Linked DNA regions of Anser cygnoides: region 1 is linked to region 2. Evidence: chromatin contacts called from public Hi-C data. All regions are on one chromosome and are shown on one strand. Each heading gives the region's core, a stretch centred on a gene start, on an enhancer-like site or on the middle of the called end of the contact. The rest is flanking DNA. Distances are from core to core; before and after follow the strand shown.

What was found. Hi-C and Micro-C count contacts between places; a contact is called where the count stands out from the background.
Region 1: a Hi-C map of liver shows a contact between it and region 2, with 4 times the contacts expected there. The contact joins two enhancer-like sites. A contact is called at or near these places in 2 of 7 Hi-C or Micro-C datasets (both in liver).

Annotation. Positions count from the first base shown.
Region 1 is chr1:210,143,490-210,149,367 of Taihu_goose_T2T_genome, reverse strand. UVRAG (UV radiation resistance associated) reads left to right here. Exons shown (of 15, transcript XM_066990017.1): 13 at 4,957-5,035. Among named protein-coding and RNA genes, the nearest start is that of UVRAG, 62 kb to the left of the region's middle. Within about 2 kb of position 4,172, at least 2 of the 3 cell types and tissues checked have open chromatin away from gene starts, as enhancers often do. A contact at or near this core is called in liver, where this site is marked.
Region 2 is chr1:209,970,774-209,976,649 of Taihu_goose_T2T_genome, reverse strand. The region is part of intron 6 of WNT11 (Wnt family member 11); the gene reads right to left. Among named protein-coding and RNA genes, the nearest start is that of WNT11, 24 kb to the right of the region's middle. Within about 2 kb of position 1,574, at least 2 of the 3 cell types and tissues checked have open chromatin away from gene starts, as enhancers often do. A contact at or near this core is called in liver, where this site is marked.

The DNA.
Region 1 (5,878 bases), core at 2,923-5,422, 170 kb before region 2:
CGTTCTAGTTCACCGTGGAAGAAACTGTTCTGTCATTCTTGTACTTGTGATACCACAATAAAACTTTTGTCCAAAGCAACGTGCCATGAAAGGGGAGGTGAGCTATGTGTCTAAAAATGTAATGCATGTGTGTTTTGCAATTTATTATGGATTTGCCTCCGTTCCTGCAGCGTGGTGCAGCTGGGTAGCGCTGGTCATCTGACTTGTATCCCAGTGAGTCCTGTAAAACAGCACACGACTCAAAGGAATTAATAAAAACATTACATTTGTCACTCCTTTAGCATTAAATAAGCAAAACGTGAAACTTCCAGAATAAATGTAAGCTTTTAAGATTGAGAATCCTCTTTGTTTTATCTTAGATCTTAAAAGCATGTATTGACCATCTGGCTAAATTCAGTCTTGTGTGCAGTTCAGATCACTCTTACTTTGTGTTCTCCACCTTCTGAATTCAGAGTAAGACTTTTTTTTTTTAATTTGACAACTGTGCTAAAGATTTTCAGTCCCAAAGCTGCCTGTCCACGCTCCTGCCAGCTTGTTCCTTTTATCACTTTATGCTTTTCCCCAGCACAGGGTCTTACTGCTGACATGTCCGGTGTCTGAAGTGGAGCAAGAATAGCCCTGAGTGCAGTGGAAACAGCTACAGAGACAACTCCAAATTGGTCCCAAATTGGCCTAACCTGTTATAAGTTACTAAATGTTGTGCTTTTATTTCTTGCATCAAGTTAATGTTCTTGAACTACGATCATCTTTATGAGCTACTGTTAAAAGTTACTGTTCAGCTGACATGTGGCAGTAATGTGCTCTTTAGATACAGATACAGAATATTTACTGTAAACTCAGTTTGTATCAGGGCTATGTTTTGTGAAGTCTGTGCACTAGTGAAAGGTAGTATTCCATAGTCACAAGATAAACGTTAACCTATTTTTACAAGAATTCACAAGAGTGAACTCCGAAGAGCAGAAACTGTTTTGTTCATAACTTCTGCCTGTGCTTGCATGATGGCTTTGCCAGGAAAGAATGAGAGGGTCACAGAATAGCTGAAGCAGGAAGGGACCTCTGGGGATCTTGTTCCCAGCCTTTCTGCTCAGAGCAGTTTCCTTGGGACCATGTGCATTCAGTTTTGAATAAGCCCAAGGACGGAGACTATGGAGCCTGTCCTGGCAGCCTCTTGCAGTGTTTCATCATCCTCACAGTATGTTTTCTCTTAGATTCAACTGGGGAGGCTTACACAGATCCTTCCAAGAAGCTATTTGAGTTGACGCAAGTTTTTCTGGGCTCTTTGTTTCTCACCAAGAGTGATCAAGACTTGCATGAGGCATTCAAGGAAGGCCGAAGACACCACAGTCATCTTTGTGCCCCTTTGCTGGACTCTCTCCAGTATGCCCACGTCTGTCTGCTGTTGGGAGCCCAGGACTGGACCCCGCACTCCAGACGTGGCCTCACCAGCACTGAGTAGAGGGGAGGGATCACCTCCCTGCTGATGCTCTTCCTGATGCAGCCCAAGATGCTGGTGGATCTCTCTGCCACAAGGGCCCATTGCTGGCTGCTGTTCAACTGGGTGTCCACCAGGCTTTCCAGTTGGTCAGTTCCAGCCTGTGCTGGTGCCTAGGCTTGTTCTGCAGAACTTGGCATTTCCCCTTCCTGAGCTCCACAGGATTGTCGTCCGCCCATTTCTCCATCTGTCAGTCACTCTTCCCAATTCTCTATCAGCTGCAGACGTGCTGAGGGTGCTTCCTTGTCCCATCATCTGGGTCACTAATGAAGGTATTTAACAGGATTGACCCCTGTATTAGCCGCTGCGTTTTACTTGTCTGGTGACTGGCCTTCAACTGGACCCGTGCTGCTGGCCACAACCCTTTCAGCCTGGCAGCAGAGCCAGCTGTCAGTCTGTCTCGCTGCTTCCTTATGTAGCCTGTACTTTATCGCTTTGCCTGGGATGAGGACATGTCAAAAACATCACTGAAATAGAGGAAAAGCAACACCCGCTGCTCTCCCCTAACCCACTGAGTCAGGTTGGTTATTTACCCTTTGTGAATTTGTGGTGACTGCTCCCAGATTTCTTGTTCATAGCATGATTGGAAGTGGCATAGGGGAATTGATTCCATCACCTTCCCAGGGCTCAGGGTGAGCTTCCTGGACTGTCCTTCTTGAAGATGGGAGTGACATCTTTCTTCTGAACCTCTTCTATCACCTTTCAGAAGATGATTGAGAAGGGCCTTAGGACAGAAGGAGGAAAAATGCATCTTCTGTGCCAGGGGATGATCTCTGTCAACTTCAGAAACCCCTTTAAACTGACAACTTACCCAACTGCTTGGTAACTGCTCTCAGACAGTCTGTTCTGGTGATTACACAACAGATATTTGTGGCTTGGTTTTTGTTCTTTCCAGTAAATACATCACACTTATTCTCATCTTAGGTATGTTCTGTTTTAAAGGAGCTTAATGATTTCCTTCCCACCCCACTCAAACGCAGCAGCAGGAATGGAACCCAGGAAGGTAGATGTTGAAGGGGAACGGGCAGGCAGATGCCATTCTGCATTTTATTGAGTGTTTTGTGATTATAAAGCTACTAAAAGGGTCAGTTTCAACTGTAATTTTTGAGCATGCATAACTAAAACCTCACACAGCATGCCAAAGGAAGAGATTTAGCTTGCAGTCATGCTTTTCTAAGAAGCAGGCAAAAACAATTTCATGTAGGGAGCCAAGAGTTAAAGTTGTATTCAGTTATGCTCAGTGAAGCACTATGTAAAATGTCGTGGTTCCTCTCCCTTAAGTTTATTGCTTGTGACCAGCCCTAATGGGCAAGCAAGATAACACACAAAGAAAGGAACATCAAAGTTGGTAATATTTTTCTGTATGTCATAAATGTGCATATGCAAAGACATCCACTGACGTTTTTCGAGACTTTCATGTAGCTTACTTACTATGTTATAAAAGCTGACATGAGGATGTATGTAGTTTAGATTCTTTCAAGATTAATTAATGGAAGTTAGAAATGTGAATATTAACAAAAAGGAGAAGAAAAAACACACTAAGACCAACCTGATAAACAGAAAGCTCAAAAAAAAGCTCCAAAAGCTCAATCTTCGCCATTTCAGCTGTCAGAGATGGTAGCGAGCACCGTGAAAGAGTTTTATCCTCTTTTCTCTACTGGATATATCAAAGGGCTCTGTGTCTAATAATAGAATACATGGTTCCCATTGCTAGTGGCTTAATGAAATACTATCTTATACCGAAACAGGGCTTGTGTTCCTAATGGCGCTTTTATTGTCAAGCTTGAGTGAGTTTTATGCCGTTAATTGTAAAGGTATCCTTTAAATCTAAATCTTCCTCCATTTGGGTAAGTGTAATTGTAGAGACTGAAACGAATTCCTTTTGATTTGTATTTTACACTTAGGATAACGCGCGGTGGAATTGTTGTAGCATGTGGTCATTTCAAAAGGTTTTGTTTTCTTGCATGGGGAACCAGCTGGATTTATAGATCTATTAAGCAAGGTGAGCTAGATGTATGCTGTTCAAGGTGATTTTTATATTCCTCAACTTAAAGTGACCTAGTGAGTTTGAAAGTAGCATAAAACTTGAAGCTGACATCTTAATATTTGATCTGCTGCGATCGTGACCTGTTAACCTTTAGCTTTAATGGTGCTATATAATTCTCCTTAAATGCTGCAAATGTACTCTACTGTGGGGCTGCAGTAAAGATTTTCTATTTGATTGATGTTAAAATACACTTTGCGTAATCACCCCTCTGGAGTGTGTGTTGTTTCTAGTAGATATCGATCTCCTGTGTTTGTTATCTTAAATTTGAGAGGGACTTTGCTTTCTGATGTAATGTGGGTTTAGTGCAGATAATATCCTCAGCATCTTGATTAGGGGCTGCAGAACGTAGGGTTCTTTAGGAAGACAAAAGTTGGTTTCATGGTGTAGCTCCCATAAACATTAAGTTACAGATCCTACTGAAGTTACCGGCTTGACCACGGTTGACCTCAGCCTCTGGTGGTAAGGAAGAGTCAAAAGACAGTCCTCAGAAAGGTAGTTTACAAGTATTAAAAGTTTGAACGGCTTCACTTAAGCAAATATTCCGTGCACATAAAATTGTTTCAGTAGAGAATGTCAAAGATGCTTTAGGGGCTACAGTGGTGGGTCTCTGGTTTCCTGCAGCAGTTGAGACTGGAATAAGTTGTGGCTCTTCCTATAAACTGTTAGCTACACTTAGATACTAAGAGCCATGGTTTATTATAATAGAACAGAATTAAACATTAGGAATCTGTTTGCATGGGTTGTGTGAGCTATGAGGCTGTAATTGTATTGAGCCTCGGCTGCATGTGTGAAGCTTGTTGGAAAGGTTTTCACAACAGGATGGGGAGGAAGGTTGCTGGGGCAGATGTCCGAGGGAGCTGAAGGGTTTTACGTGAGGTTTAAGTGGGACGGAGAGCACACGAAGATGGAAAATGGTTTGTACCATGTAATTGTTCTTTTGGTGTGTTGGTAAATGGGCCTGCAAGGGTCTGTAAAGAGATTTGTACTCTTTCAATCACAAAATAACAACTTAATCAAAAGAGAACGCCTTTCTTAAAAGGATTTTATTAGGAAGCAAGCTAACCAAATGCAAAAGGCTGAATACAAAGGAGTACGGTGGAATTTGATATTATGCTGCGTGCTTCTTAAAACACGCTTCATTTAGTGAGAGAAATGTTGCAGCACTGGCAGGGTCATAAAGCATCTTCTAAAAACCTGAAATACTTTAGAAAACGCAATTCGTTAGCTGAATTTTGACATCAATTTTTAAAAGGCTGACTGGAGTTGCAGAGGGCTCCTGATAACTTCCTCTGGAGGGGGTTCCTGGGCAATGGAAGTACTTTAAATCTTTACCTTTCCAGTTGTGGAGTCTGTCTCTTTTTTGAGTTCATTTAAACATCTGAATAACTTCACCTTTAATGCTTTTTTTCCCCATCAGATTTCCTTTATATCCAAAAGGAGGGGAGAAGCTTCAGTTTGAATATGGAGTATATCTTCTCAACAAAAATATAGCACAGGTTGGTACACTAAGATTTTATTATTAATATCTACCATCTGCTTAGTGTCAGTGTGGCAAGTGTGCATCTGCTGTCTGGTGATGCTGTTTGCCATGGAGAACAATGGTGAACTATTTGGAGGTGTTCTCCAAATCACAAGTTTCACTTGCCTTGTTGCTTTGTGCTAAGACCTTCTCCTGTGCTGCTTTGAGAAGGGCTTGCCAGCTAACAATTAAATTTTCCTTTTCAAATAGTAAATACTGTGAGCATACATGCCCTATTTGGAAAATTGTGAATATTTTCTGTTATTGTCATTACACTCAATTCATCTCATTCTCATTACTGTGTCATTTAATTTTGCTTTATTATTAACTGCCCTTCTACCTCTATACTTACTTGATAAGAAAAGTCTTGCCAATGTATAACTCTTAAATTTTTAAAAGTCCTCTAATCATCCTCGTTCTTATGTGTTTTAAAAATCATCCTTTGCTTTGGCAAATGAATGAGATTTTTTTTCTTAACTTTTACAAGTTTACAGACTTTTATTCAAGAAGCACTAATACCTGCTGCCCACACATTTGGTATGGAATTCAGAAAATGGCCAAAAAGCTGGTCTCAGAGGGACCTGTAGAGGCTGTTCAGGCTGTTGCCCAACCCTAGGGCAGGGTCAGCTGCTCTGATTGGTTTGACAGTTTTATTCGTGAAAAATCCATTGCGGTTTTTTATACTTAATTTCTGGTTGTTTTTTTTTTCCTTCCCAGTTCTCCTTTCCATCACTTCTTTCCTGTTCTGCCCCTGAATTAGAGAAATGTTTTTGGGCTGTATCATTTGGTTTGTTTTTTAAGCTTGGGTTGCATTTACCAT
Region 2 (5,876 bases), core at 325-2,824:
AAATACCAGCAGGGCTTTCCCAACCTAGTGTTTGGGGTGATGCTGGGGCCTGACGGCTCTGCAAGGTGCTGGGTGAAGGCAGCGTGGTGGAGACCCCAGGGCTGCACTTGCATTTTTCTGGGCAACCTGTTTAGGGCTGAGAAGAGCTCCAGTTGGAAGGGACCTGCTGGAGCAGGCCTGGAAGAGGCTGCAAGGATGCTCAGGGGCTGGAGCAGCTCTGCTGTGGGGCCAGGCTGAGAGAGCTGGGGGTGGTGGGCCTGGGGAAGAGAAGGCCCCGGGGAGAGCTGCCAGCGGCCTGCCAGGGCCTGCAGGGGGGGCAGGGAAGCTGGGGAGGGACTCTTTGTCAGGGCTGGGGGGACAGGACGAGGGGCACCGGCTGGAGCCTGGCAGGGGGGAGGCTTCGGGGAGGCGTTGGGAAGAAATTCTTCCCTCTGAGGGCGCTGAGGCCCTGGCCCAGGCTGCCCAGAGGAGCTGGGGGTGCCGCAGCCCTGGCAGTGCCCAAGGCCAGGCTGGGTGGGGCTGGAGGCAGCCTGGGTTTAGGAGATGTGTCCCTGACCATGGCCGGGTTGGAATTAGGTGATCCTTAATGCCCCTTCCAACCCAAACCATTCTGTGGTTCTGTTTCTATGACCATGAATTCCTGCTTGGGCAGGAGGTTTGGACCTAATGACCTCCAGGCAAAGAAGCGAAGCTATCGTGATACCTTCACCGCACCACAAGCTCATCGTCCCTAGCAAAGTGTATTCCCAGGCAGGCTCCGAGGCTGTCTGAAAGGAGCTGGGGTAAGATGATGCCCTAAAGAACAAACACCGGTGTTTGTCCAGCATGACCTAACCTGAAAAACACAGGGGATGAACCCTGCAGCCAGAGAGTATTTGCACAGGCTCTGTGCCAAAGATCCCAGGCTGGGAAAGCTCCTGAGCAGACTCCTACAGCCGTTACTCAGCCCTGAACCTCTCAGGGAAATTACAGCCGATCCTAACAGGGCCAGACTCTGCACTTTTCCCTCCGAGTGTGTCCCAGCCCAGCAGAAGCAGCCGGGGAGCTGGCCCTGTCCCACCCCGAGCCCTGACCCAGGAGCAGGCAGCACAGCGGGAGCGCCGCGCAGGATGACAGGTCGCCAAATATCACATGGCCTTTCACTGCTTGTTTTGCTTCTGCTTTTAATTAAAGCCAGGCTCGTCGGGATAAGTCGGGCATTGTGTGGGGTTCCCTTGCTTCAAATGCTTGCGAGCAGCTGGCTTGAGGATTTTGAAAATAACCCATGAACTGGGGAATCTTTTTCCTTGATCACCAGCATGGAGAAGCCTTGGAAGGGACTGAAGAGCTGGATCCTCAGCCACTCTCAAAGGCCAGCTATCACACTCTCCTAAAATACTCCAAGCTGGCAGACATGAAAGCACAACAAGCATTGACTTTTGGGTGGGATGAACCATGTCCTGGAGATGACATTTCTCCAGGGGCTGTAAAGATAGCCCAGGGTGAAAGTGTTTATGTTGGGTCAGATGCCTGGCTGGACACTAATGCTTTAGGGTAAAATATCTCATTATGCACCCAACACAGTGAGGCTGTGAACTTGATGGAGACTTGACATTACTGTAAGAAAGGTAATTTGAAGATTGCAGGGAGACTGCTGACATCTCTCCTAAATCTCATCCTGCCTGGCTAGTTTGGACAGAAACAGTTTAAGGCAGATTTGGGGCAGGGAAAGGAGAAATTCGGACGCTTGAGCTGAGCACTCCATTAATAGATGAAAACAAATCCATGAGATTTATAGGAATTCCTCATGAGGTAATGCTTTAGGAGAAGTTATGGGATTAATGAGGTGTTGGGATTTTGTTCTTGTTCTTCTCTTATTTATTTCTGACTCAGGCGGGCCTCCTGTTTGTTATTTCTGACTTGCATTCCTCCCCAGGTTCAGTTTTTAAAGGCTCCCCCCCTCTTCTCCCCTTCATTCAGGAGTGTGTGTAAATATTTACAAACCTTTGAAAGCCTCTACCGAAGGCAAAGTCTGCAACCACACCAAGTGTGTTTGCCTAATGCTGAACCAAAGGCGTTGTTACTGCCCTGGGGGCCGGGGCCCCTCTGCCAGGAAACCTCCGAATGACTCCTCATAAATGTATTTGTAAATGCATTAAATATTCAGAGCAAAGGTTCAAATATAGGGATGGTGACATTAGAAGAGGGGAGGGAATTTGACAACCTTACTCAGCTTTAACAGAGGCCGGAAAGGCTTCTGCGTGGAGGTTCCCCTAGTGAGGACTGTGAATCTGCAGGAGCACGGGGCTGGGTATGCAGTGTGTCCCTGCCCCCTTGTGCTAAAAGCCCATTAAAATGGCCAAGGAAAGGGACGTGGTGCCACTCTGGCTCCAATTCAGCACCAGAGAGTCAAATTTATCCCATTTAGAGAACAAAGCTCTTCCACCTGTTGTCTGGGTTCAGGGAATCACCCTTTCCTTGCACCCAATTCCTGTGGTTTGAGGGGGAAAAAAAAATGACCTAGATGGGCTTTCCCATAGCTGTGTCCATCCCTTTCAGCCTGAAATATAGGAAAAGAACAAAATCTACCAAAAAATACCCAAGTTTCTCTCAGTTTTGGATCAAGGAACAGTGACATTCGGGAAGGAAGGAGGGGTAAAGAGCCAAAGCAAAGCTTTTGACTCTATCCCGAACCTAAATGTCTTTCTAGAAAACTTTTCCGACAATGCCACTAACCAGGCATATTGTTCTGTTTTAAATTATAGTCACGGGCAAATTATCTTAACTTTCTTTCTTTTCTTAAACAAACTGAAACAAAGTTAGCTTCTCAGCTGTAACTAGCCATACAAAAAGCAAGTGGGGGAAGACAAAGGAGCCCGAAGACCAGAGTTTACCCACAGAAGCTGCCCCCAAGCATCTGCTTTCAGAGCCCATGGCTGCGATCTCAGCAGGCTCCCTGCTGATGGGTTAAGTTCAGTCTCATTTGTTTTGGGCCCGGTCCAGCACAATTCCAGCAACTCGGAGAAATGCCCTGCTCCCGAGTCTCGGAGAGAAAACATGAACACAGGCGATTGCATCTTAACACAACACCGTAACCTCTAGAAGCACTTGGAAGACCGGTGAAAAACGATGCTTCGGCCAAAATCCCAGCCAAGGTCCTGGCTCAGGAACAGGCTTTCACGTTGCCACGGTGCTTTGTCCTTCTTTATGCAAGAAGGGAGGAGGTCAGCCCTGCTGACTGGACAAATCCTGCTCAATCTCCTTGTCCAAAACTACCCTTTCCAGCCCTCTTTGCAAAAACACTGCCGTGCATCACTCCCTGAGCCCCAACAGCTTCATCACAGGGGTGGTCTCTGGCACAGAAGGGCAAGGACGTCCTGGTACCTCTAAGAGTCTTCCCCGTCTCACATCTCTAAGCCATCTCACCGTTACCTCCTGGGGGATTTTCATTTTAAAATATCCATTTTGCTCTCTTGCAGAGGGGGGAGGAGGTCTGCTGCTTTGTTCTGCAGTGAGCTGCAGAAGGAATTTCAGCTGGAAATCAAAGTACAGCAGGCAGGAGCACAAAGCGAACGGCAGCTTGCTCAAGCTCTCCTTAAAACCACCTGAGCCATGTGTTAGGAGAACTTGAGCAAGATTTTCTAGTCAAAAGCAAGATCAGTGAGCCCTCTATGTGGAAACCATCCACCTTCTACCATCCTGCTTAGGATTGCTCTTTCAGCTCTCTTAGGGCCTTGCAAGAGTGCAGGTACATTAAAAGCTGTGGGAAGATGCCACATACTTTCACCGTGAATGCCAGTTCCCTTCTGTCCCATCAGCAGATGACAGGATAGTTTTTGGTTGCCCAGCTGGCATCTGAGAGCCAAACTGGGGCCTGCTGTGTCCTGTGTCACCTTCAGTAATGCCATGTGGCAACAGGGACGTGCTAGGCATCCGCTGGGACCTCACTCCCCAAGTCCTATTGAAAAGTGGGAGCTGCTTACAGGGACATAAGAAATGTCCCGCCTGGCCCAGCACTCTGCGATGGCTGCGGGAGATGCTGTTTAGAGAGGAAAACACAAATCTGGCCACTTTCTGTAGTCTTCCCCCTCACACTCCACCAGCATCTGGGCTGTTGCGTTAGGGATGACAGAGGATACATTCCTGTTTGACCTCGCAGGATCCCCCCTGTGGGCATGTTGGCCATGGGTTTGTCTCATCCCTTTCTGACCGCAGGGAAACCACCTGTCTCCATGAACTCCAGCAGCCACAAGTCCCAGAAGACACTACTGCTGTGTAAAGAAATACTTTCTTTTCTCTCTTTTAGATCAAGTTCCTAGTCGTTTCTCTAGTGCCCTTTGCTCCGGTAATGTCATGCTGCACAGCGGTACATAAAGGAAAGAAAAATAATTCGAGTCCCCCAGGAAGTATGTAAAACAATGGGCATTGCTAAAAATACATCAAAGTGCACAATTTCATGTACGATTTTGAGGGCAGGATCTTAACTACTTTTAAATTGCTTTCTCATCCACAAGGAATATCTGGAGACTGACACTGAACAACTGTACAAAAGAGAGTTATCAATACTTCATGTCAGCAAGGAGATGTCAAGGGAGATCCTGGAACCAGCCTGTATTTTCATTAAAGAATAGAGAGAAACCTTACAAGCCTGTGGATAATGCTGGGGCAAAAGGAACCGAGAGCGTTTTGTGAGAGTGGATTAAAATGCAAAGCAAGCAACACACTTTGAGAAAGATCCAGATAAATGTGGGAACATTCCCAGGAGAGTCAGAGGAGCAGTTCAGAAAGCAGAAAAGGTTGAAGGAACTGGCTTAGAGAAGTGAGTAAGAGCTGACTCCCCATCTACAAAAGATTATTGCAAAAAGGAGAGAACAAATGTTCTTTATATGCAGAGGAAAGAGGACAAGAAATGACCGGTTTGAATTGGAAAAATAAAAAATCAAAATAAGAATCAGGTTAAGACGAACATAGTTCTAAGGATAGTAAAGCTCTGGAACAGGTTGTTCTAGAAGCTGTTTTTTAGGGAGTAGATAAACACCTTTAATAATGGGCCAGGTATTCTCAGTTCAGTCTCACTGCTAAAATGATCGGGTTCTGTGGAGTCATTCCCAGTCCTGATGTTCTCTAACTCAACACTAGTTTGAGGCAGAGAGACTAAATATGTTTAGGACAGCTGGCTTGTTTTTTTCCCCCGAAATTCACTATCCACTGCAATTTTACTATGTGAAATTATATTTAACCTCCAGAACGCTCATTATTCACAGAAGTTTTCAGGTCAAATTCAGGTTTCTCAAAGTGGGAAGGATTCAAACTTCCCTGGGGCTTAAATGAGAAAAAGCCGAAGAAGAAGGTGGGCCAACTACTGAAATTGGTGCCAACCACGAGCATGTTACCTTGGGAAGGTGGAAATGGCGGGTGGAAGGAACAGAAAGGTCCTATTTTTCTGACTTTTCTTTGGTTTAAACTTCTGGAACACTCACAAAGGAATTTTTGTTACTAGTTATTTGCTATTTGTTGAGTCCCATGAACAAAAGGTAGCACATCAGTTCCAAAAATTGCTAAACCATCACACAAATTATAACGAAATCAAAATCTAAGCTCAGCGTATTGTTCCTTGTGCTCTCACTGAGCAATGGAAACTTAAGGAGGGTCTAATAAAAACCAAACACCAAATGCTGTTGCCTACCCATAACCACCACTCATCCCCCTCTAAGTGTGGGTGCTTCTGCTAAGAAATTTAATTGCCCACATAATCACACGATGCAAAGCACTCAGGCAGATGAAAGGCAGAGTGACTGGACACTAATGGGGTCAAAACAAAGGGTTGTCATTGAACATTGAAGACCACTGGGTCCTTGTTTCATAGCATTTAATCAACCTGGATGTCTGGACCACCA